4 separate regions of the Gossypium hirsutum genome follow, and all the other regions are linked to region 1. The links are chromatin contacts, called in public Hi-C maps. All regions are on one chromosome and are shown on one strand. The core of a region is the stretch at or near the end of the contact, and the rest is flanking DNA. Distances in the headings are between cores, read along the strand shown. Region 1 holds the start of LOC107943278 (putative MO25-like protein At5g47540). Region 2 holds the start of LOC107961933 (major latex allergen Hev b 5). Region 3 holds the start of LOC107961925 (tonoplast dicarboxylate transporter). Region 4 holds the start of LOC107962070 (U-box domain-containing protein 4).

Region 1 (2,987 bases), core at 156-2,655:
ATGATTTTTAACTCGTATTCATTGTCTTGCTCTGCTTAGCTTTGTTACAGGAAAAAGGTTGCATTTAACTAGAAACTCATGGTGTCAGGGTTTATTCCAAGAAATCCACTAATTACTTCTTCAACTATGCTTGTAGGTACCACCGAAGACACATGAAAAGAAGTCTATCTCAAAGTTTTTCTCAACAATGAAAGTTAAAAAGGAACAAGTATCAAACATGGAACAAAGTGTGTGTGATGAATATGTCAAAATAAATTTGCAGAATAACTTAAAGGAGGAACCTAAAAGCACAGATGATAGACTTGCATCCTTAACAGATAAAACCGTTCACCTTTTTTACTAAGCTATTCACCATTCACTTTAGCATACTCTAAATGACAACAAAATCAATCACTCGTAAAATAAAACCAATCAAATGCATTGCAAATAACTTCAATTAACACAAAGTGCTTTCTTTCACACAACAAATGAATAAGAACACCAAAAGAACACATGCAACCCCAAATCCCCCTTAAAACGCTTCTTTTCCTTTGATTAATTAATGCTTTTAACAATTTAAACCCAAAATAAAACAACTTCCAATTTCCTGTTAGAACGAGCCAACAAAGCCTATATACTTAATCATGAAGTAAAGGAAAAAAAAAAGAAATCACCTACTAATAAAAAAACATAAAGGTCTTTTTTTTAAATGGTGCAATATAAAACCAAAAGAGCTAAAAATCAGTAAATGAATGATATTAAGTTATTAACATACAAGGAAAATGATCATAGTTTATATGAAGAAAAATACCTGAAACTAGGTTAAAACTTCTGGGTTTGTTACAGAAAACAAAGAAAGAAAGGAGAAGCCTTTGTAAATTTTTATTTAGAGAGAGAAAACAAGAAGTAGCTTTCTTCTTGCCTTCTCTATGGCATGCTCGAGAAGAATTTGGGGCTAGTGGCCGAAGACGAAGCAAGCAATAAAGGCTGGGTGAGAAGGGCTGTCGGGTTGAGTGAGGAAGGTTTCAGAACGGAGAAAAACAAAGGTGAGTCTCTTCTTGCCTTTCTATATGGCATGCCCGAGAAAAGTTTTGGGCTAGTGGCCGGAGGTCAAACAAGCAATGGAGGCTGGGTGAGCACGGTTGTCGAGTTGAGTAAAGAAGGTTTCAAAATGATAAAAGGTAAAATTGAAATTTTTGAGACTAATTTCTTATTCCACACGTCCTGAATGACCCATTCAGTGGGGAGGGCAGGGAACAATGCTTTCTCTTCCCTGAGTAAGCCCATATTCAACACGGGCTGACAATTGCGATAAACCAAACAATAGTGCGGTGATGAGCCCATTGAATTGGGCTATAATATATTCATACTCCTCCAACCAAACATGCTCTTAAAGTGAAGGACAGTAACCAACGACCAACAGTTGAGTAATTCATGTTAAAAAGGGAAATCCCAAAGCTGAGCAGAGCCGTTGGATAAGTAGTAAGTGATCGAAATAATCAAATCGCAGAAAATATCGGAAAAGAAGCCAAATCAACCAAAACTCACCTTTGTTTAAACATTCCAAAACATTAACTGAAAAAGTGACTGAAAAACTTGGAAGCGATTTTCTTTTTTAGTGAAAGAATAGGAATTTGTATAAGCAAGCCGGGCGGTGCGACGAGCAGAGCCGTCGCACAGGGGCTCAGGCATCCCGCAGCACAACCTGATAGTACTTCTACATCATCAATCCTCTACGATAAGTCATCGTCTACCAAGATGAAGGGGCTTTTCAAATCCAAGCCGCGAACTCCCGTCGATATCGTGCGCCAAACGCGTGATCTCCTCAGCTTCGCCGCCCGCTCCTCCGAAAGTCGTGAATCCAAGCGGGAAGAGAAAGTTCGTTACTGAAAACACCTTTTACTCATAGCATCTTAATTGTTTCGACTTGGTTTTTTTGCTATTCGATTTCTTTTCTTTGTTGATCTGGATCGCCCCCTTTGGATTTTGATGACGGCAGCATGTGATATAGTTACTATTGGAATCGAATATGATTTCGTTGTGCCTGAGCAGTTATTGGATTTGCCGAAATTAACATAGGTTCGGTGTCTAATCCTTATATTTTAACTTAATCTTGACGCAGATGGCAGAATTGTTTAAGAATTTAAGGGAGTTGAAATCTATTCTTTATGGAAATAGTGAATCTGAGCCAGTCTCAGAAGCTTGTGCACAACTGACTCAAGAGTTCTTCAGAGAGAATACGCTGCGGCTCTTGATCACTTGCCTTCCTAAATTGAACTTAGAGGTAACTGATTGACTATAAAGTTAAGATGACTTAACTTACTCAACAATGTTTACATGAGGAATTTCCTTGGCAAGAGTCGTTGTTGTCCCCGTTGTTGCTTCTATGATTATTTGACAAGTGGCTTCCTTTGCAGGCAAGGAAAGATGCCACTCAAGTTGTTGCCAATTTGCAAAGGCAACAAGTGAATTCGCGGTTGATTGCTTCTGATTACTTGGAAGTGAACTTAGATCTTTTAGATATTTTAATAGCAGGGTAAGTGGAAATCTTAAAAGGTTTATTACTTTACTTTTTATAGGTTGGTTTTCAATGTAACTTCAATGGTTCGTTGGATCTTTGTCTTTGTGTTATCAAGTCTTGACAACTTAATGCCAGAGCTAAGATGATAAGTTACTGATAGTTTGCAGCATTTTGTTTGGTTCTTTGATTAAGCAAAAGAGACTATGGCGGCACTTCCATTACTGGGTTCTTCTTATCGATGGACTCACTTATGTGCCTAACATTTGCCATGTTTATATTGGAGCTATAATCCTAAGATGATATCTGGTTTATGCAATATTTTGGCTATGCTGGAAAATTGAGGTTTATTTTGTATCCATCATTTGATCACAGTATTCTGATTTTTAAATGCTGTTTACTCAGTTATGAAAACACAGACATGGCTTTACATTATGGTGCAATGTTGAGAGAATGCATACGGCATCAGACTGTTGCAAGGTGAGAAAAT
Region 2 (2,987 bases), core at 168-2,667, 240 kb before region 1:
TATAATATTAGAGATAAGGAATGAAAGTAACACAATTCGAAACCACATCAAACAAGTGTTAAATTAGAGTTTTAATCACCACTTCATTAAAGTCAAGAAATAATATGTAACATTTTAGCGCAAGTCGGATTAGAGTTGAGATTTTTTTTTACCATCAATATTCAAATAAAATTGAATTCAAAGACAAGTGAAAATTTAATTTTGTGACTCTCACCATGTCTTTATCCTCCTATTCAAAAAAAAAACCATTAAGTGATTAAATTGATTCGAATTTACAATCTTAAAAATTATATCAATTTATTTACAAGCAACATCAATACCGATCAATTTTTTTAAATTCATAAATCATTACAATCGAGTTAAAAATTAATTGAATTGATTTTTCTTTAAATTTATGAATTTTTAAAATTTATTTAATCAATTGATTGAATAAAAATCAATAATCAAATTAATTCAATCACTAATCTAATGCTGAAAACTTAGATACCAACTACACTAAGTATAAGGGTAAGATGAAGGGTGTATTTATAGGGTAACATGATGAAAGAAGGGATGATGCGTGGCAAGTGTGAGGATTGGTCCACTAGGAAAGCATAGGCAACATGGGACCCAAAGAGGAATGGGGTAAATCATGGCGGGGGTGGAAAAGCCAGCCACACGGCAGCCAAAATTTTTCATATCAAATCGGAGAGTGACAATGATGGCAGTTGTTGCATGTGGCCCCGCTTTGACACCGTCCTACACTCTCTCATTCGGCTCCTGTTGTGTTGTTGTTGCCTTTTCATTTGGGTGGGGATCGGGTTGCTCACGTCTACACCATTTATCAATGTCTAATTAGTTAATTCATCGATTTTATTAGAATGTGATATTTTAATTTTATTGTATTACTTTTATTTAACTTTTATTAAAATATAATTTTAAAAACTTATAAATAAACATAACTTATATTTCTCTTGTACTATTTAAATTCAACATAGTAAATTTTTTTTTCTTCTGCCCATGATTTTTTTAATAGGGTTTCCACATTCTGTGTTCTATTTTTTTTATGATTTATTTTCATTATTGACATTCAACTTTACAATCATAATTATAGCCATAAATATTTGCATTATATGTAAAGGTTCAGTGTATTCATGAAGGGGTCAGGTGGAGGACCCAATTGAACAAACTAAAGTAAAAGAAGTAACATGAATACCATAGCAAATTAAGCCAACAACATGAATATATATATGTTGTGTATGTATACAGAGAATTAAGATATGACGTTTGATGTGAGGAATGGGCCTCCACCATTTGCCATTACCAATTCATTTCCAGTTAATTTTAATACCAACAAATCTTGTGTAATGAAAGATACCAACTTTATTAAGAAAAAGAAGAAATAAAAGTAGAATAATTTACAACTAGACCATGGTGTAATGTCGTTTTGAGTGTCAGTGACATGAGGTGCCAAATTGCAAAGATTCTTCCAATGCCTCTCTCTATCTCCATTTCTTTAATTTAAAATCAAGCTTTTACACCTCTATATATACCTCTCACATTCATCCTCTCTTTCACTACACTCAATACATTCACCTCTTGCTCTATCTCTGTATATTTTATTCAATCTTTTCTTCAAGTTCCCATTTTCCCCAATGGCCAGTGTTGAGGTAATCAAACTGTAATGCTGTTTTTTTCGGTTTATAATGTTGTTGTTTTTCTTTTAAACATTATAGAACCCTATATCATAGATCATCAATAATTCCACCCTGCACTCTGCAATAGAGTTATGTATGGAGTCGGGTTGGATATCTAAACAGTAGACAAAGTTGTCTGTAATCCACAAGATTTAAACCCGAAAGTTTAGATCTGAATCTGCAATGTTAAGCTTTAGTTATATAGCTGTTGCAGTATTTGTGGTATTAAACGTCAATGTTTTTCCCTTAACGTTCAGTAATGGAACAAAAACAAATGATGGATGATCAACTGATTATGAACTGTCATAGTTTGCACTTGAAAACAACATTTAATATGTTCAGTTGATCATTGGCTTCAATTATCTCAATAATTAATTAAAAGATTTTTTATGAACTTGATCCAAGAATAAAGGGAATTATTTTCTGGTTTTTCCAGGTTCAATCAGCTGCAACAACATTGCCAGAGAACGAGACAACACCAGAGGTAACCAAGGTTGTGGAAACGCCAAAAGAGGAGCCAGCGGCCGCACCTGTAGAAGCTGAGCCGGAGACAACATCAGATGCTCCGGCTGCGGAGGAAACCGAAGTTTCCATAGCCGAAGCTCCAGCTGAAGTCGATACCAAAGAAGTGGTAGAAGAAGAAGCGAAGGCTGCTGAGGAATCGGAGAAAGCAAAGGAGGAGGTAAAGGATGAGACCCCGGAGGTGCAGACAGAAACAGTTACAGAGGAGGCCAAAGTAGAGACCGAGGAACCCGCGGTGGAAGCAGCGGTGGAGGAGAAACCAGCGGAGGAGGAAAAGGGAGATGAAAAAGCTGAAGAGATTCCTGTTGAGAAAGTTGAAGAATAGAGCGACCAATACCATACGTAAGGTGGCAAAAGCTTAAAGGAGCTTCTTTTTTCTATAGGCTGTATGTCATAGTTGGCGGAGTCATACTACTATTATTTATGATTACTATGTCGGATGTGGGATGATGAGGGCTTTCTTTTTCTTTAATGGTTGTTTTTCTGCTTTGGGGTTTGATATTTAGTATTGAACTTCCTTTTGGGTCCAGGGGTCAACATGCTGATGGAAGAAACTATAGGTTTTCCATTTTGAAGTGGTATGGATGTATGTATGCATGTGTGCATGCATGCACGCACGTATGGTTTTCGGTCCCAAGAGAGTCTATATGATGAGTTTGATACTGGTGTGATGAGATGTGATCTCCATATTTGCATAATAAATATCTATTTTTGTTTAATCATTTGCCTCGTTAAATTCTTTTCACTCCCTGTCTCCAAGTATTTTCTTCTTTCCTCGGTGTTCTTATT
Region 3 (2,987 bases), core at 164-2,663, 140 kb before region 1:
ATCCCGGGAGACAATTGACCTACGTTTCTCCAAGTACCATAGGAGCGGCCGAATCTGTCTTAAGGAAACTGTATTAACAGGCCTCAACATCTAGTAAAACTCGATTTTCTTATTTGATTTCTAGTTTTCATAATCTTGTTTATTTAGTTTTTTTTTCCATATATGATACTTTAAATATAAATATTTATTTAATTTATTTTATTTAAATCTAGCGTTTTTTAGATAAATATAGATATTTGTTTATATCACTTATTGAGATCTTATATTTAATATAATTATTTATATTTATATTTGTTTGTTAATGTGTTTTGTCCAACATTCCCTTCCCTTTCAATGAAATATCACATCTTCTTTATTTATCGATATTATTATTTAAAATTTTTATTAAGATCAAATTATCAACTCAATTATAAATTTATTTAAACACCCAATTATTTTTACCCAAAATCTAATTGTTAATTTATTTGCATTAAATGAATTACATATGACTTAACTTGTTCCTACTAATTAAAATTCAATTATGGTTACCTGAACAAGAAAATTCAAATATGGTAGAACAAAAATAGTGACAGGCTAAGAAGTAATCTCCCCAAACAGATAGCTATAAACCTTACATGTCAGCTTAATCTTTATCAAGTAATTTTTGTTTTAAAAAAATTGTCACTTGCAGAATAGACAGACAAAGCTATCACTTCCAAACACATTTACTATTTTTTTTTATTACTCTACCTTCGTTTTCATTTTTCTACAAACAAATTGTTGCAACTTTTCTTTTTATTTATTTTCCATGAATTTGTTTTCTTGAATCAAACAAATGTCTGGCTGACTGGGGCTCTCACACTTTTTTCCATTGTTCCATGTTACGTATTTATATCATCAACCCCAAATGCAAATAAAATTTAGATCGCCTACTCACAAATAGGTTAGGCCCGACCAATTCAGTACATGCAGGTCTTGTAGTGGAGGTTCGTCAAAAGAGCTCGTAAGAGAATTTTATGATCTCAATTTGTATATATTAAGGAGTTCGCATGCAAGGACTACAAAGTTTAATAGGTAAATTAAAATAATTCACGTGTCCAATATACATAAAACGTAAAAGAATGTCAATTCTATTAATAATAATTATATGTATAAATATTCAATTATCTCCATTAATGAAATATTACAGAAAAATACTCAAGAGTCAAGAGTACCATATCTCAATTAGTTGGAACATTTTGAGAAATTATACCTTGTATGTAACAATCAATAACCCATGAAAGGACTAATCTACAAAGGCTAAGATAAGTTGTGGCATAAAGATACCCACGTGGCTTTGTTGATGATCTGTAATTGGCCCTATCCATGCATCCCGTACTTTGAATCCAAGCATATTCCTATATATATATATTATATATTTAAATTTATTAATTTTATCGAATCATTATGGTTTCTAATGTTTATACTAATCAACATTTGTAAGCTATATGCCAAAAACAACTAATTACGGGGAAAAGCGAATTTGTCAATAGCTAGCCTCCGTCCCAAGTTTCAGATATAAAAGCAAGCCTTGTCCAAGCCTCTTATTTTCCACCACACTTGATTCATATCCATCTCGCCGGAAAAATGCCCGCCGGTGACAATTCCGATGATTCAAAAGCCCCACTTCTCCCCATCAACGAACCAGTGGAGTCTTCATCGAGTTCACCCTTTTCTCTGAAATCCTTGATCTCACTTAAAAGTTTCTATGTGGTGTTAGGACCCATATTGTGTGCCATCGTGTGTGTTTTTGTGAAGTTCGATGGTCCAGTGACTAGCCGGAACATGTTAGCTGTTCTGGCCTGGGTCTTCTCTTGGTGGCTCACTGAGGCCGTGCCGATGCCAATCACCTCCATGGCACCTCTCTTTTTGTTTCCCCTCTTTGGAATTTCTTCTGCAGATAGTGTTGCCCACTCGTATATGGATGATGTGATTACCCTGGTTCTGGGTAGTTTTATACTTGTTCTTGCTGTTGAGCGCTACAACATTCATAGAAGATTGGCCTTAAATGTGAGTTTCCCTTATCGATTTTACTCGTTTCAACTGTATTTTTCTCCCTCAAGTTGATTCCTTCTTGTTAGAAAATTGACATAGCTGACAGTAATCCATAGAACACATGAAGTTTATAGCAGCTTCTTTGTGTTTGGATCGATTTTGGACTCAAATTCAAAGTAGATTATTAAAAGATTATACTATTTGTTGAAGCAATTAAAAGGAAATTTTGCTCAAATGCTATCACAAAAAGGGTTTTCTTTTTTGGCAAAAAAACAATACTGGGTCTTTTAATTTGCTCAAAAGCTTCAACATGATTTCAGACTGCAAAAAATTATCAAACTAGTCCCTGTATATTAGATTAAAGAACACAATGGTCCTTTCTGTTAAAAATGCCATCCATATATACTGTTAAAAATTGGTGTGGTTGATAGAATAACTAGATAGTGACATGTGACATGCCACATGTATTTTATACTGATGTATAGGGATCGATTTTTAATAGAAAAATGGATGAAATTGTTAACAGAAGAACCAAATTACTCTTTGATCTAATAAATAAGAATTAATTTACTATTTTTTTAATAAATGAGGTAAAATGCAATCGACTCCTAATATAGAGGTCTCCATGGCACTTTTACCGATTTCAAAACATATCTTTTACTTGTTATTATCATACCATTTGTTGTAGTAAAAGTTTTTAAAATTATTTTTTAGATTCTAAATTAGCCACTAAACTTTAAAAATGTTCTAATTGAGTCATCAAAATATTAATATTATATCAATCAGGTCTTTTCGTTAACCTAATAACTGATTTAAGTCTTATATGTAGCATTTTTAAAATGTGTGGATTAAATTTTAACCATGTATGTACTTATGGACAATTTGGATTTAACATATTAAAGAAAAACAATGTTATTAAAAAGATAGTGTTACATTTGAACTAACATTTAATGCCGAAGCTAATGGTTAAACAA
Region 4 (2,987 bases), core at 222-2,721, 140 kb after region 1:
TTTTTCATATGTTATTAAAATGCATACTTTACCTGGATGAAGTATATATTAGCAGATTCACTAATATGATTATATATATACACACATGTATCACATTACAAAAACAAAAATTTAATTACTTATACCTAATAAAACATTATCTCATTACAATAATAGTTATTTTCTAAATAACATATTGTTTTATAATTTTATTTCTTATTTAATATTTTAATTTAATTTTAATAATACATACTTTACCCGGATGAAGTATGTATTAGCAGATTCACTAATATGATTATATATATATTTAGGCATGTATCACATTACAAAAACAAAATTTTAAATACATATACCTAATAAAACCGAGTATTAAAAACAACTTTATAATATTACCAACTTTCATCGACTATATAATCCACAAGTTTGCCTTAAATATTACCAGCTGCTAATACATGCTTCATCCGGATAAAGTATGCATTTTAATAACACATGAAAGATGTGGACATTAATATTTAAGGCAAACTTGTGGATTATATAGTCGATGAAAGTTAGTAATATTATAAAGTTATTTTTAATACTCGGTTTTATTAGGTATAAGTATTTAAAATTTTGTTTTTGTAATGTCATATTAGTGAATTTGCTAATACATACTTCATCCAGGTAAAGTATGCATTATTAAAATTAAATTAAAATATTAAATAAGAAATAAAATTATAAAACAATATGTTATTTGGAAAATAACTATTATTGTAATGAGATACATGTTTTATTATGTATAAGTATTTAAATTTTTGTTTTTGTAATGTGATACATGCGTGTGTGTATATATATATATATAATCATATTAGTGAATCTGCTAATACATACTTCATCCTGGTAAAGTATGTATTGTTAAAATTAAATTAAAATATTAAATAAGAAATAAAATTATAAAACAATATGTTATTTGGAAAATAACTATTATTGTAATGAGATACATGTTTTATTAGGTATAAGTATTTAATTTTTTTTTTGTAATGTGATACATGCGTAAATATATATATATAATCATATTAGTAAATCTACTAATACATACTTCATCCAGATAAAGTATGCATTTTAATAACATATGAAAAATGTGGGTCCTATCATTTGTGCCTCAGAGAAAAGCTTAATTAGTCGCGCCTCAGAGAAAGTCTCGATTACTGTTCCGAAAATAAAAAAATATTTTATTTAAATTTTTTAATATAAAATAATCATTCTCGCCTGTCAGATAAGTGCGAATGAAAAAAATCTTATTTTCGTATATAATCAGACTGACAACCTATTTTAATAAATAATTTTTTTTAAATTTATTTTAGTAAAAAATCCCACATAAGAAGAAACCCTGACAACAGCATAACTCACCACGTGTTCATTTCTATGTATTGTTATTCACGGACAGTCACTGTAGTTTTACCTCCCCCAAAGCAGTAAACAAAAAAATGTTGACCTCTCACAGCTGGGGAGGAGAGTAAAAATAGAGGAAATCAGGCGGTATAAAATCGCAGCCTTCCGTTTCAAGTCCCACTTCTTTTCTGAATTCTACTCATACTCTTACTCTCAATATTGAAATGAAATCTCTCTGAGAGAAGAGTTGCTTAATTGAATTGGTTTTGGTTGTAATAAGCATGGTTTCGCTGGAAGATTCACATTCTAGTTCCAACCGGTTTCCTTTGGGTCGAAACTTTTACACCCCCGGTTCAGCTTCCACCACCAAAATCCACCGACATGTCGGCCGCTCCATGCGTACGATTCGCTCCAATCTTTACCAAAACGACAATAGTAGCTGCTCCTTCACCAGTTCCGTCCCTGAGAGGTCCGCCTTTGTCTCCGAAAATCTCACCGAGTCCGTTATCGACATGCGTCTCGGCGAACTGGCTGCCAAAAGCAACGCTAAATCTGTTACGTCTGAGTCCGAAAACGAGGCCTTTTTGGAGATTTTTCAAGCCTTTAGTGATTTCTCCGCTTGTAGCAGCGATATCTCCGGTGAGTTGCAGCGCCTTGCGAGCTTGCCCTCACCGGAAAACGCTTTGATGAATGAGAGCAGTAACGGAGTCCAGTCTGAGCCGGAGCCGGAGCCGGAACCGTGTCATGGCTTTTTGCAGAGGGAGAACTTCTCGACGGAAATTATTGAGAGTATCTCACCAGAGGACCTTCAACCGACGGTCAAGATCTGCATCGACGGCCTCGAATCACCATCCGTTGCGGTGAAGCGATCGGCTGCTGCTAAACTCAGGCTACTGGCGAAGAACCGCGTGGATAACCGTGCGTTAATCGGAGAGTCAGGTGCGATCCCTGCACTGATTCCGCTCTTACGGAACAGCGATCCTTGGACTCAAGAGCACGCGGTGACTGCGTTACTAAATTTATCTCTTTACGAAGGGAACAAAACTCTCATTATAAATGCCGGAGCTATAAAATCATTAGTCTATGTTCTCAAGACGGGCACTGAGACCTCCAAGCAAAACGCGGCGTGTGCACTTCTGAGCTTAGCTTTGATTGAAGAAAACAAGACTTCAATCGGAGCATGCGGCGCGATCCCGCCGCTGGTATCTCTGCTGATGAACGGATCCAACAGAGGCAAGAAAGATGCACTGACAACTCTTTATAAGTTGTGTTCAGCCAGGCAGAACAAAGAAAGGGCGGTGACTGCGGGCGCGGTTAGGCCTTTGGTGGGGATGGTGGGAGAGCAAGGGACTGGCATGTCAGAGAAGGCGATGGTTGTTCTTAGTAGCTTGGCGGGAATTAAAGAAGGAAAGGAAGCTATTGTGGAAGAAGGTGGGATTGCAGCACTGGTGGAGGCGATTGAAGATGGGTCCGTGAAGGGGAAGGAGTTCGCGGTGTTGACACTGTTGCAGTTGTGCGCTGATAACATTAGAAACCGTGGTTTGCTTGTTAGAGAAGGTGGGATACCTCCTCTTGTGGCGCTTTCTCAGACTGGGAGTGTAAGGGCTAAGCATAAGGTAATTTTAGCCGATTTGGATTGC

The links. A called contact is a pair of places that touch in the nucleus more often than the background predicts.
Region 2: a Hi-C map of leaf shows a contact between it and region 1, with 2.0 times the contacts expected there. The contact joins the promoter of LOC107961933 here to the promoter of LOC107943278 in region 1. A contact is called at or near these places in 3 of 34 Hi-C or Micro-C datasets (all in leaf).
Region 3: a contact with region 1 is called in a Hi-C map of leaf, with 4 times the contacts expected there. The contact joins the promoter of LOC107961925 here to the promoter of LOC107943278 in region 1. A contact is called at or near these places in 17 of 34 Hi-C or Micro-C datasets (anther, fibers, hypocotyl and 3 more).
Region 4: a Hi-C map of leaf shows a contact between it and region 1, with 1.9 times the contacts expected there. The contact joins the promoter of LOC107962070 here to the promoter of LOC107943278 in region 1. A contact is called at or near these places in 16 of 34 Hi-C or Micro-C datasets (anther, callus, fibers and 3 more).

The regions. Positions count from the first base shown.
Region 1 is chrA06:118,556,828-118,559,814 of Gossypium_hirsutum_v2.1, forward strand. It overlaps LOC107943278 (putative MO25-like protein At5g47540), which reads left to right and starts at 1,406. Exons shown (of 11, transcript XM_016877027.2): 1 at 1,406-1,857; 2 at 2,102-2,263; 3 at 2,397-2,515; 4 at 2,903-2,977. The coding sequence starts at 1,738.
Region 2 is chrA06:118,312,505-118,315,491 of Gossypium_hirsutum_v2.1, forward strand. It overlaps LOC107961933 (major latex allergen Hev b 5), which reads left to right and starts at 1,418. Exons shown (of 2, transcript XM_016898118.2): 1 at 1,418-1,649; 2 at 2,113-2,917. The coding sequence starts at 1,635. The coding sequence ends at 2,523.
Region 3 is chrA06:118,416,377-118,419,363 of Gossypium_hirsutum_v2.1, forward strand. It overlaps LOC107961925 (tonoplast dicarboxylate transporter), which reads left to right and starts at 1,414. Exons shown (of 6, transcript XM_016898098.2): 1 at 1,414-2,028. The coding sequence starts at 1,606.
Region 4 is chrA06:118,697,752-118,700,738 of Gossypium_hirsutum_v2.1, forward strand. It overlaps LOC107962070 (U-box domain-containing protein 4), which reads left to right and starts at 1,472. Exons shown (of 2, transcript XM_016898309.2): 1 at 1,472-2,963. The coding sequence starts at 1,629.